Regions from separate parts of the Capsicum annuum genome. Here region 1 is linked to region 2. Evidence: chromatin contacts called from public Hi-C data. All regions are on one chromosome and are shown on one strand. The core of a region is the stretch at or near the end of the contact, and the rest is flanking DNA. Distances in the headings are between cores, read along the strand shown. Region 1 has its middle 57 kb from the start of LOC107870971. Region 2 has its middle 42 kb from the start of LOC107854800.

What was found. Hi-C and Micro-C count contacts between places; a contact is called where the count stands out from the background.
Region 1: a Hi-C map of placenta shows a contact between it and region 2, with 2.6 times the contacts expected there. The contact joins two enhancer-like sites. A contact is called at or near these places in 2 of 5 Hi-C or Micro-C datasets (leaf and placenta).

What each region holds. Positions count from the first base shown.
Region 1 is chr5:179,838,731-179,845,040 of UCD10Xv1.1, reverse strand. No RefSeq gene overlaps it. Among protein-coding and RNA genes, the nearest start is that of LOC107870971, 57 kb to the left of the region's middle. Within about 2 kb of position 4,825, at least 3 of the 5 cell types and tissues checked have an H3K27ac peak or open chromatin away from gene starts, as enhancers often do.
Region 2 is chr5:179,771,731-179,778,336 of UCD10Xv1.1, reverse strand. No RefSeq gene overlaps it. Among protein-coding and RNA genes, the nearest start is that of LOC107854800, 42 kb to the right of the region's middle. Within about 2 kb of position 1,811, at least 1 of the 5 cell types and tissues checked has an H3K27ac peak or open chromatin away from gene starts, as enhancers often do.

The DNA of each region.
Region 1 (6,310 bases), core at 3,576-6,075, 64 kb before region 2:
CTTTAAAATATAAAAGATTCACTGAAGGCTCTTGAGAGTAGAGCACCTTTAGTGTAAATATATTTAACGATCCGTCTATTTTTTAACGTGAAAATTGCATACTGAAGATACTCCATTCGCCATATGTTTTTACCATTTTGATCATAAAAAATCTGGCAAATCCATTTATTAAAATTGTACCTCATTTAACACTATTTTGATCCAAAATTTCTCCAAACTTAAAAGAGTGCGTGGCATAGACCAATAGCCATTAAAACAACTGGAAAACAGTAAGCTCCATTATCAAGGAACCCTAAATGGCTAAATTTTAATTCACCCCACCAAGTTATTTATTTATTTATTTTTGATGAAGAAATTGTTGTTCAATTTCTTTCTCCAGATTTAAGGGTATGACATCTCTCTGTGCAATTTCTAAGAGACAACTCTCGACATTATACGTGAATTTTGTACAACTTTAGGCTTTAATTTCTGCTCTAACACATATATCGAGCCTGCTAAAATCCCTACTTTGTTTAATTAGGATCCTCACACTCTAATATATCCTATAGACTATACAATGCAAGACACAAGTACTGTAAAAATACCAGATACCAATTGAAGTTGTTATATATTTTGTTGGTGTTAAGGTTTTGTTTGGAGAATTGGAGGGGGTTGAGGCAAAGCTACGATACAATCTACGGGGTTAAATGAACTAGTAAGTTTTAACTTGGGACCTTATACTTTACTATTAATATATTTATATACTCTATTTAATTATAAATCCAATAATTGTTTTATCTTAAAATTTAGATTATTAAATTTCAAATCCTAAATGAACTAGTGTAGTTAATTGAGTTCATCATATTATGAGAAAAAAAATTAAATTAAGCACATGTCTAATTTTTTTTATATATATATTGAAAAGATTTTATTGTGGTAACAACGTAAATTTAAAATATTTTTAAATTATAATTCGGCTTTCAGTTATGACATTGTAGTTGAGTCTTCTTGCATGGGCAGGACGAAGTTACTGTTATAGTTAGAAGAGAAAATGGCCAAAAAGTTTTCAAACCTTTACCCCAAATTTCAATCACACATTTATATTTTATGGGGTCTTATGATCCTCCTGAATTATTTAAAACAGAAATTATAACATCCTAAAAAGTCACAATCACATTTATGTTGAAGAGTGAGATACACGCGTTTTGACACATGTAAAATATATTTAATTTTTTTAATCAATTTTCTATTTATTTTCTTCTATAATTATTACTCCATTATTTTGTTCTTCATTTCTCCTTTTCTCTTCATCTTCTTTTCTTCAATCTCAAAAGTCAATATGAAAATACTAATTAAATTTTCTTTCCTTTCTCTTTTTATCATTTTCCCCAAATCAAAGAATGTTTTGAGAAATAATTTAAAGATTTCTACCATTTACTTTTTTTTCATTAGATTTAATTTCTTAATTTAACTCCAAATTTGATAAAAGAGGTGGAAATGGGGTGGAGTGACGGTTTGCATTTAGTTTCTTAATTCCATCTCAAATTTGCATTTATTCTCATTTGATGCCTGCCTGCAGATTTGTAATGCTTAATCTAGGGGCTCGCAAATACAACAACAGATTCATTTGTTTTATTGAACCAATGCTCGTCTTTCTAGAAGTCGATTTTGGTCCAACAACCATCTTGAAACACCTTATACTGTTACGAAAAGGAGTACGAATGAAAAGGACGAAATCAGATTGTGAGTGTGAATGAAAAAGTTAATTAATAGCAGGGTAAAATTTGGTCGAATCAAATCAAACCTGACTTGAATGTAACAATTTTTTTCTAATTTGCATGTAAATAAGTCTTCTAATGCAAATTATGGTGGATGCTGGTGGAGAGATTTTGGATATGGTGATAGGAGGAATTTTCTGTTTCCATCATCTCTGTGTGTATATGTGAGCGTATGTATGAATTTCGATCGGTGTGTGTATTTTTTATGTGAGTGTGTGTATGGGGTCAATGTTTGTGTATTTCCCACAGGTGAAGATAAGTGATTTTTTTTTCTTTCTGTTTTTGTGAAGCTGCTGGTGTGTGCATTGTGTGATGGTGTATGTATGGTGTTTAATCTCCGATAGTGTGATAGTGTATTGAAGGAGGAGCGTGTGTGTCAATTGAGGTCAAAGAAATTAATTAATAAATATATATCTATATATAAATGATTAATATATAAAAGAAAATAAAGTTTTTATTTTTTTTGGGTGCTCACTCTTTTAAAGAACACATTCTTTTGCCATGTCAATTTTTAGGGGTATTATAATTTCAGTTTTAAATAGATCAGAGGGTCATAGGACCCCCATAAAGTATAAGTGTGTAGTTAGAATTTGGGGTAAAACTTAGGGGAGACTTTTGACTATTTTCGAAGAAGGTGTTTGGTAAGCTTATTTTTGATCAAAAATGACTTTTAAGTTATTTTTTGCTTTTGAAAGTGTTTGATAATTTTTAAAATTACTCAAAAGAAATTAATTTTAATTTTTTAAAAGTCAAAAGTAAAAAGTAATCATTTCCTTGCTTTTTTTTTTTTTAAGATTTATAAGCCATTAAAATAGGTCAAGTAAATGACATTTATGTCCATTGTAATTGTCCCTTATTCTGAATATACCCTTTTGTAGCCCTAATTTTCTTTCACTACACAACATATTTTGCTTAATGATAAGTTCGGAATATGAAACTTTTTATCTATTAATATAATTATAATGATTAATAACATATATATTTTGTTTAATGATAAACTCGAGATATATATCAATACTATCCTCAAACACGTTAAAACATTCAACACTTAAACTTTTCAAAAAAAATAATTTTTTAGCGCATAAATTAATAGTCATTCATGAAAATATTATATATATATATATATATATATATTAATTTGGATCATTTTAGCAATAAAAATTAATAATAATCAATTGTATATATTATTAACAACTATAAGAATATTTCAGACATTTCAACAAAAAAAATGTTTAAAAATAATTATTTACCAAATATATCAATAGTATTTTTTTTTCAGTTTCAACACTTTTATCCAAACATATAATTGCTTATTTTTAAAATAAATCCAGCATTTTCAAAAATATAATTTTTTAAAAGTAACTTTTTTTTCAATCTATCCAAACGGGCTTATAATATCACGACAAGGTGAAGTCTAAAAAAATATAAATAAGGCCATTGAATAGTATATATCTGATATGTAACAGTTAGTAACAGAAAATGAAAATCAATCAGATCTATACAAGCTACAACCGTGCATTTCTTGATGTCGACCTTACACTCCTCCTCATCGAGGACCGAAGAATTAATCTCAAACCTCCTCCGCTTGATCAGGAGCTACGGTGAGCGGAGAATTAATCAACGACCTCGACTGATGACACTCTCGATTTAGAAACAATAGTTGGAAGTGCTGGTGGGTTTCGTTGGTTGCTGTGCGTGATTTAATTAATGAAAAATCTCGATGGAGGAAGTATTTTTATGATGTTAATGGCAGATGCAACCTGCAGATTGAGGATGTGAAAAATAGAGTGGTGAAGGACATGAAGATACATCATAAGATCGGCTAAAAAAATACTTCTTCCGTCTTAAATTATGTGTCATCATTTTCTTTTTAGTAAGTCTCAAAATAAGTATCGTCTTTCCTTATTAGACAACTTTTTAAAGACACAATTACTTTTTTATCCTTATTGGTCTCATTTAATTAAAAAAGAAAAAGATATTGACACATTTTTTGATAAAGAATAATTTGGTAAACTTTACCAAGTCTTTCCTTTTTTTTAAACTCCATGCCCGGTTAAATGACGACACATAAAATGGATCGAAGGAAATATATAAATATCATATATCGTATTATTTTTGTGTACAAATATATAAGAGTGATGTTTCTGATTGAAAATATAGTAAAAAATATATATTAAAATTCTTTTTTGTGTTGAAATTAAATTTCTGTCATTGATACATAAAAATTTAATTGATTTATCATGTATTGAAAAGTGATATATTCGGTCAGTCATGACCCTAATAAGTAATATCCAATAGCCTAAAATTTAAATTTTATGTAGTTTTAAAAAAAATAAAAATATATTAATATAATTAAATATTAAACAATTAAGTAAAATTTATGAAAATTGTTCAACTGAATAAGGTCCCGAGGAATATATTGAGTACATGCCGTACAAGTGGTCAAGTGGATTCTTTCAGGCAATGTATCTAAAACCTGCCACAACAACTTGATGTGTATATTATCAAAAAACAGGATATATTTCATTAAAAATTCTACATTGCTTTTATTTTCTCATTTAATTATGCTCTACTAATTTACTATTAGGGCGCGGTTGGATGCAGTGAAAGCAGAAATATTATTAAGGGGGTTTAATAATTAAAAAGTGAATATACGAATAAGTCGAAGGAAATTCAACTTTTACTATATGTACATAAAAAAATTATTTTAATCATATCTAAATAGTATAATTTTTTATCGAAGGAAGTTCGGATGAACCTCTAAATCAAAAATGGCTCCACCCCTGATTGGGTGGGAATAAATTTATAGAAAATAACTTATTCTGAAATTATTAGTTAAGTTTTTTATTCTAAAATAAAAAAATAATAATAATACTATAAACTCAAAATAATTAATTTTAATATAAATTATTTCATAATTTAATCTTAATTAAATATTATAAAAAAAATTTCTTAAAATTAATTATCTCTTATCACAATAAACTTTGAAAGTTTTGCATGTTACCAATGGAGCCAAAGTCATGATGGTGATGTTATTTTTGTCATATAGCCATCCGTGAGGAGAATTGGAAATTTTGGACAGAAGGCAAGTTGCATTGGCGGAGTAACCAAATCTCCACGTTGCATGAGATACTCAACTAATACCAATTTAGTAAACACGTAAATATGGATTTATTCGCTATGAAAGGCGGTGCCATGCTGTTCCTAATAGATTTACCTATTCAATTTTAATCAGTAACTAAAAGTTAAAATTAAAGTATATATCTACTTAATTGTATTCGCTCCGTCTTATTTTAAAGTTTCGTTATAATTATAAAAAAGTATTTTTAAAAGAAATATTTAAATATTCAAGGTCAAAATTAATAATTATTTTAATTATATTCATAACATTAAAGAAATAATAATTTTTAATAGTGTTCAGTTCTTACAAAAATATCAAGAGTTAAGTTAGTATAATATACCTTTTAGTTATTATTTTCGTTGATAGTATACCTTTGTTATTTTACCTTAGTAAATATACCTTAAAGTTATTAGTATAAATAACATATATATCAATCCTTTTGGAAGTAATTATATTCTCTTTCATTTTTTTAATTACTTTACTCTTTCTCCCTATTAATATACATAATATAGCCAATATATACATAATATTCTGTGTATATATTGAGATTTTTGTAATATATTTAGGGAGTTGAAATTTTTTGCAATATTGGAAACATAAGTTTGTATTTGTGTAATTTTTAGAAGTTATTAAGCAAGCTGAGTGAAACTCGAACAATCAATAAATTTAAAAATATTAAGTATTTGACCTTAGCTAAACGTTATGCTTGAATTCAAAGTAACAAGTATTTTTCACATGTTAGTGTCTAGCTAAATATTGTTCAAGATCCCAAATTCCCTTGTAAGGAATGGGATGAACTAATCCCCATGGAATGTAAATATTATTTATAAATTCTTCGCGTATTGATCCAGCAAAGAGATTTTTTATTCTAGTTAACTGCAGTTAATTCAACTTAACTTGTACTAGAAAATGTTCAAATACTTCCATAAATTATGCACTTTGCAATTTTTAACCCTTCTTATGATAATCATAATCTCAGAGATTTGCGGTCTCGATTAATTCATCGGTTTTAGACTCATTCTACTCGTCAAGAATCATTTATAAATACTTATTCCATCAGTGGCGGATCTACACTATTGTCGGGGATTCATCCGAACCTCCTTCGACGAAAAATTATGTTATATATATATGGTTAAAATTATTTTTTATGTATATATATTAAATGTTGAACCCTCTTCGATTAGTTTTTATATTCACTTATAAACCCTCTTAGCGAAAATCCTGGCTCCGCCATCATTTCATAATGTAGACAATTTTTAGCCTTTTGTTTTATGTTGTTACTATTTCTTTTCTGAATGATATGTATTGGCTTTCTTTATTAATTAATTATTATGTTTCCATCGCCGTTGTTCTTTCCTTTTATAAATACTTTGATTTATTGCACTTGAGCCGATGATTCTCTAGAAAATAATCTCTCTATCTTCATGAGATA
Region 2 (6,606 bases), core at 562-3,061:
ACAAAATTATTTATTTATATTTTATTTTTTATAATCGCTCGAAGTGAATTGAACTTGGGCACACGCCGTCTCATATACCTTCATTCAACAAGTTGGAAGTGCCCAATTGCAGTTAATTAAACATGTTAAATATAAGCATATATATAATTAATCCAACTTGAAGTTTATCTTCTGCAAACAAAAATAAATAAAGGCAAAATGGACAAATAAAAAAAAACAGCTGTGAACAGAATTATTAAGGCTTAATTAACTTTTCTTCCATGTGGAAAAAATTTAGCAAAGCTGAGCAGGAAGTAACATGCAATTCCTTACCTTGCCTTTATGCATTACTTAGTAATTATCCTTTCCCAATCATCAATTCTTATCTAGCCTTGCTTTCCTTTTCAGTAATTCTTTTTCTTTTATTAAATTAAATATACTCTTTATCTCTTAAATTAGTCACAACAGCACCATACCATGTGTTATGTGTCATCTTAGGATGGGGGAAGTTAAGAGGGTTATTAGCAGTCCTTTATCTCTATTTTTACGAAATAGAGAAGTTATTTATAATAAATATTTGATTTTAAATAAAGCATATTTAAGTAATTTGAAAAAGAAAATATAGAAATAAAAACACTATCAACAATAAAATGAAGTAAAATGAAGAATAGTATGTAATTTTACATAGACATGCACAATAAGACAACAGATAATGTGGTACTCATAACACAAAAAATAAACATGATATCCAAATAACAGAAACTGGGAGACTAATACTAAAATCATCGACAATAAAGGAGGCCCAAGTAAGAGCAATAAATCTATACTCTATTATCTAAGATCATGTCTTCTCTCAGCTTAAAATACATCATTTTCTAATCATTTTTCATTTTAGACGACTTGATAATTATTATTTTTGAAGACTATAAATTATTGCTGATGTTGGACCTGTTCAAACCAACAAAATCCATCTGCTCATTTGAATCACGATTGGATTCCATTTTATTACTCCCTCTATTAAGTATTTATTGATATTTTAAAATAAGTAAATCATTAAAAAAAAATTCAAATTTACCCTTATAATTTAACAATTAATTAACTTTTAACAATATATTACAAAGTCAACTTTTTCTTTTTTTAAAATAAAAATAAAAAATTATATTAAATTTATGTCTTTAATATTTTTTTCTTAATTTCTGTGTTAAAATCCAACAATTCAACACACTTGTTTGTGCGCATATAATTATGGTTTAAGGAGTTTGATAAATATCTTTATGCCCATAGTTAGACTCGTGCAATGTAATTTGACCTTTGACCAGAGAAGGCACGTGCACTGCATCTTTGACTCAAATATCTCGATGCTTCTTGGGACAAAACACGCACGTGCACTTTCTGTCTTTTTGGAACAACTCAAATTATTAGTTTAAGCCTCTTATACTATGCTTACTTACTTTCTCCGTCCCAAATTATCTATCTCAAATTTTTTAATTTAATTTCTCATTTCCTTTATCTTTTTTTATTAATCAAGAAGAGGCAATTTCTTTTTTTATGTTTTACCCTTTACATTAGTTACTTTTTCTTCAAATTAAAATATAAATATTATTTAATAAAGGTACTATAATAAACTAGATATATTATTAATTATTTTTTTTAATCAATATGTTATTTCAATTTAGGACGAATAATTTGAGATGAAGAAAATACTTATTTATTAATCCCCCTAATTATTAACTTTGTTAGCATTTGGTGTATGAGTATTAATTAACATAGGATAGGATCCTCTGTCAGCCTCAGCATACAGACAGAATTTGGATCCATCATATTATATGTGGTCCCACTTTTTACAACAATAATAATATACCAGATGTAATCTAAGACGTTTAAAAAGGTTAATACATATCTTTACGGAGGATGTTTTCAAATTTCAATTACGCTCGGCTTATAAGAAAAATGTTTCCTGAGCGTTACTTTGAACTTGGAATCAAATAATGTTGATGCTGCAGTAATGAATAATGATTTATTGATACAAGAAGGAAGTTCTCTAACAGCAATAGAAAGACTTGCTCAGATCAATGGCGAAGTCAACATCTTAACTAAAGAAGTTTGAAATTAAAAAAATGTGAACAAATAAAATAATCGAAAGAAATTCAATATCTGTTATATATACATAAAAAATAATTTTAAATTTATATAAAAAATATGATTTTTCAAGGAAATTTAAACGAACTCCTTCACTATTAGCTAGTTCCATGCAGATAGGGGTAACTTGTGAGTGAGAGACTTATTTTAAGTCGAGTTGGTCTGGACTCTACTCAAGCGTAGTCAGTCAGCTTTGAAACTTTGCTTAGCTTCCAACCATTATTATAAGAATAAAAAAATAACAAGATACAAAATAAATACAGGGACATATATAATTCACACTGAAGAATAAAAAATCTGCGTGACTACTAAAGTGGTCCCATTTTTAGTTAAGGCATAAGAATTTTATAGATTTCTATCAATTAGTACTAAGATTTATGGACAACATAAGATTTTATATGGTTTTATTTTATAACAGATTTTGTTAAATCGTAAAGGAAATATTCTTAGGTGGTCGCTTTTTTTTCTTTGTCAAATTAAAGATGTTGCATATTTAAAATATTTTGTGTGATTTCATATATTATTATTATAGGAAACATCTATGAAATGAGCATGAGTTATTCAGTTGTACATTATTGCTTTTTAAAAAAATATAGAAAAAGGTCAATATTTTAAAAATACTACTCCAATAATCGCAATTCCTAGAGAATAATAGAAAAAAGAAAGTTTATACTGCTCATGTCCATAATATTTGTATAACCCGAGTCTCAATGGTTTTTAAGAAACCGGATATAACCAATCGAATTATACTATACCAAACCGATATTTAAGTTCTTTTTATTAAAATCGACGATTTTTATATAAATTTATAATCGTATCTAATAATTTGATAAGTTTCTGATTTTATAAAAATCAATCGAATCATATCTAATAATACGTGTGTAAAATACATTTTATGTATATTAAGTTTTAAAATAATAAATATTAAACGTTTTACTTTAGATTTGAGTGCTGGAAGCAACTACAAACAGCAATAAAATTATAACTCAAAGTTCGAATGCTAAAGCTTATTATCCTACTTCGATCCAAATTAAATTAGTTCTAGCACATCTCGACTCTTGCGTGGTAACTAGTAAGCTACAAGGTACTTTCACAATTTTAGATAGCATGCTACAAGTTATTAAATATTTTTTCCTCTCTTATAATTTTAAATTCTCTTATTGAATAATTAATTTAAGTAGACTCAGTTCTTGAGTTTTATGTAGATTAATTTCTTTCCACTTTTGTGATCTAAATCATATTTTTTTTCTTAACTTAATATCGTTTACACTACTGTAAAATAATGAAATTAATCTATATTCTTGATTCATCACCTTTTGAACAATAAAAATGAAGTTTTTGTCAAAGTCATACACAAATATATATGATAGCGTGTTCTCTTTTTATACTTTTTTTCAAAAATTATCAAAATTAATCAAATCGTACCGATAACCAAAAAACCTGAGATGATGGAACAATGTTGAAAAGTCTAATTTTGATCATATAAAATAAAATAATTAAAAATTAATATGATATAAATTTTATAGAATAATCGTCCAAATTGTAACATTTACACCGCTGTCCACTAACTTGAAATATAATAATATATTGGGAAAAAATAACTTCTTATGAGAAGCCGGATGAAAATGACATTTTGTTGTAAAATTCATAAATAATTATTTTTCATGCTCGTGTAATTAAGAGATAATTATTATTTTTAAGTTTGAAGTCTCATAAGTGAAAATTCACGATAAATTTTAACTTTGAAATTTATAACAATTCCTTTTAATTATAGTGCAAATAATGATCAGTGAATTTTGTATGATTGTATCATTCTGTAATGCTGGGCCAAGATTTCCAACTTTTATTTGGGCTCAAACAACAACAGACTAGATAAGTCTGGAACAAAAGTAATCTTGTGGGTAATTTATAGTAAATTTTACTTATATTCCGATATGTTTAACATTATTTACCTAAAATTTTAAAAAAATTCACTTTTTAGACATTGAAGACATATAATTAATGTTACATACATATACATTTAATTAGTAAACTAATTTTCTTAATTTAAGACCTCTAACAGTCAAATTTTCATTAACGTAGCAATTAACCTAACTAATAATGGTAAAGGATCAATTAAATCCCACAAAAGCATGTCGTTTGTTTCTGATTCCAAATTTTTAAATAAATTATCTTTCGTTATCAATTTTGTTTCCACCCACATTAACACAGAACCCTAGATACAAATAACAATAGATACATACACCCACAATAACACAGAACCCTAGATACAAATTACATAAAATGTATGTTTTGTTTTACAAGAAAAGGAAATTTGGTAAATGCATAAACATAGCACCAAAGATACAAGATCATGCAAAAGTATCATGTATGAGGACATATGTATCTCGGCATAATATTGTCCAGATTTGAACGTGCTTTTCACGTTATTTCTTTTTTCTTAGCGTTTTTTCATGCTTTTCATGCATTTTCTTCATCATAGATGGATCGTTCTATGCTTGTATCTATTTTCATTAAAATCATCAGAATCTTGCTAAAAAAAATACCAGGAACAAATTTACAACTTCTTCATATTGTTTAATATTGTCTAATTGAGAGATTATAAGACTAGAAGATGGTACCAAATTTCTATTCATTAAGTAAAATCAAACAATATAGATTGAAAAAAATAATAATCAAATAATTAATTCAACAATAAAACTGAAATAAAACTTTGTAGAAAACGAAATCGAAAAATTAATTTTTTGGTAGAAATTGAAAGATATGATAAGAAGAAAGGGAATAGGAGGAACCAGTGTTAAATTTGATAAAGAAGAAAGTGAAATAGTTTTTGAATTCATGGAAGAAAACTAAGGAAAATCACTGCAGAAATTCAGACGTGAAAATAGGAGGAATCGATGTTAAATTTGGTAAAGGAGACCACAGTCGTCAGGAGTTGTAATATGTATCTCATCTATTTTCTAAATAAAGGTAAAAGTAGTAAATGTTGGGATATTTGTAAAATTTTAAAAGTGAAGGAATTTTTAGTAGTTTAGAAACTTAACTTGTTGAATTATGAAATTTTCTTGTGAAAGTTATCTTATACGTATCTTTTAAATTGTTTACAAGTAGTAATTATATTTTATAATAATTATTAAATTATATTTTTAATGAAAAATGAGACATACAAATTTAAGTGCATAATTAAGCTAAATAGCAGCACTTTATAAAAATTAAGTAGAATAGTAAAATAATAAGTTCCTTGTCCTTCCTTACTTTTTTACTTTCTCTCTCTTGTGAAGGTGTTTGAATTGACTTATTTTTAAGTAATTTTTACTTTTAAAAGATCATCCAAACACCCTTTATATCTCTAGTCTTTTTTTCTTTTCTTTTTTATTTACTTTTTGTTTTTTTGCTTTTCGCTTTTTCACTTTTTTTCTCAGTTCCATTTGTAACTTATATTTCTCTTAGTTATTCAATAATATTGAAAAAATAGCAGCCTAAGGTAACAATTAGTATGGAAAGCTGGTCGTCTTTGGAAGCCTTCGCCGGTAACCAAAGCGTATCATTCCCGCAACTACTTTGGTACTTTATTTATAACTTTGTTAAGTTATGCAATAGAAAGGGGGGGGGGGGGGGGGGGGGGGGGGGCGCTTGCGCTTGAATTGAAGTAGCGCCTTTGGAATATGATTGTTTTTTATTTTTCATTTTTTATTGGTTTTTTCTTTTCAACTTTTTATTTTTTATTTCTTTTTATTTCTTTTTCTTTTCCTATTTTTGTTTTTTTTTCTTAAGCCTATTTTCTTGGTTTTTCTTCTTTCTCTTTTTTTCCTTTTTCTTTTCCTATTGTTGTTTTTTTTTAACCTTTTTTTTTTCATTTCTATTTTTTTTGTTTATTTCTTTTTATATTTTTTTACTCTTCTATCTCTAACTTCTATTTTTCACCTTTTTTTTATTCTTTTTGTACTCTTCTATTTCTAACGTTTATTTCTCTTTCTTCTTCTTTTTTATACTTTTTTTTTTTGGTTTTATTTTATATTTTCAAAAAATATCGCTATGTCGAGTACAAATCATTGATGATAATGAAAATATCATAATTATTTATCGTATTTAAATTTACAATGTTATTTATATTTTTGTATTCGTTGATACGATTGTACTTGTATTTTATAGTTCACACTTGTATTTGTATGTATTTTACAATTCATACTTGTAGATGTTTTTTATAGTTCACACCATCATTTATAATTGTACAATTCGCACTTGTATTTAAAAAAATATTTTGTGTTTGTATTTTATAGTTGACTGTATATCGTATTTGTATTTCGTGATTTTATTTTATTTGTATTTGTATCTGTGTTCTATTTTCGTCGATACACTTGTATTTTTAAAGGACTATTTTGTATTTTTAAGTAGACTGCATATTGTATTTGTATTTATAATTTCATTTAATTATATTTGAATTTGTAATTGACTGCATTAGTTGTATTTTTAAACAAGTAAAAAAGA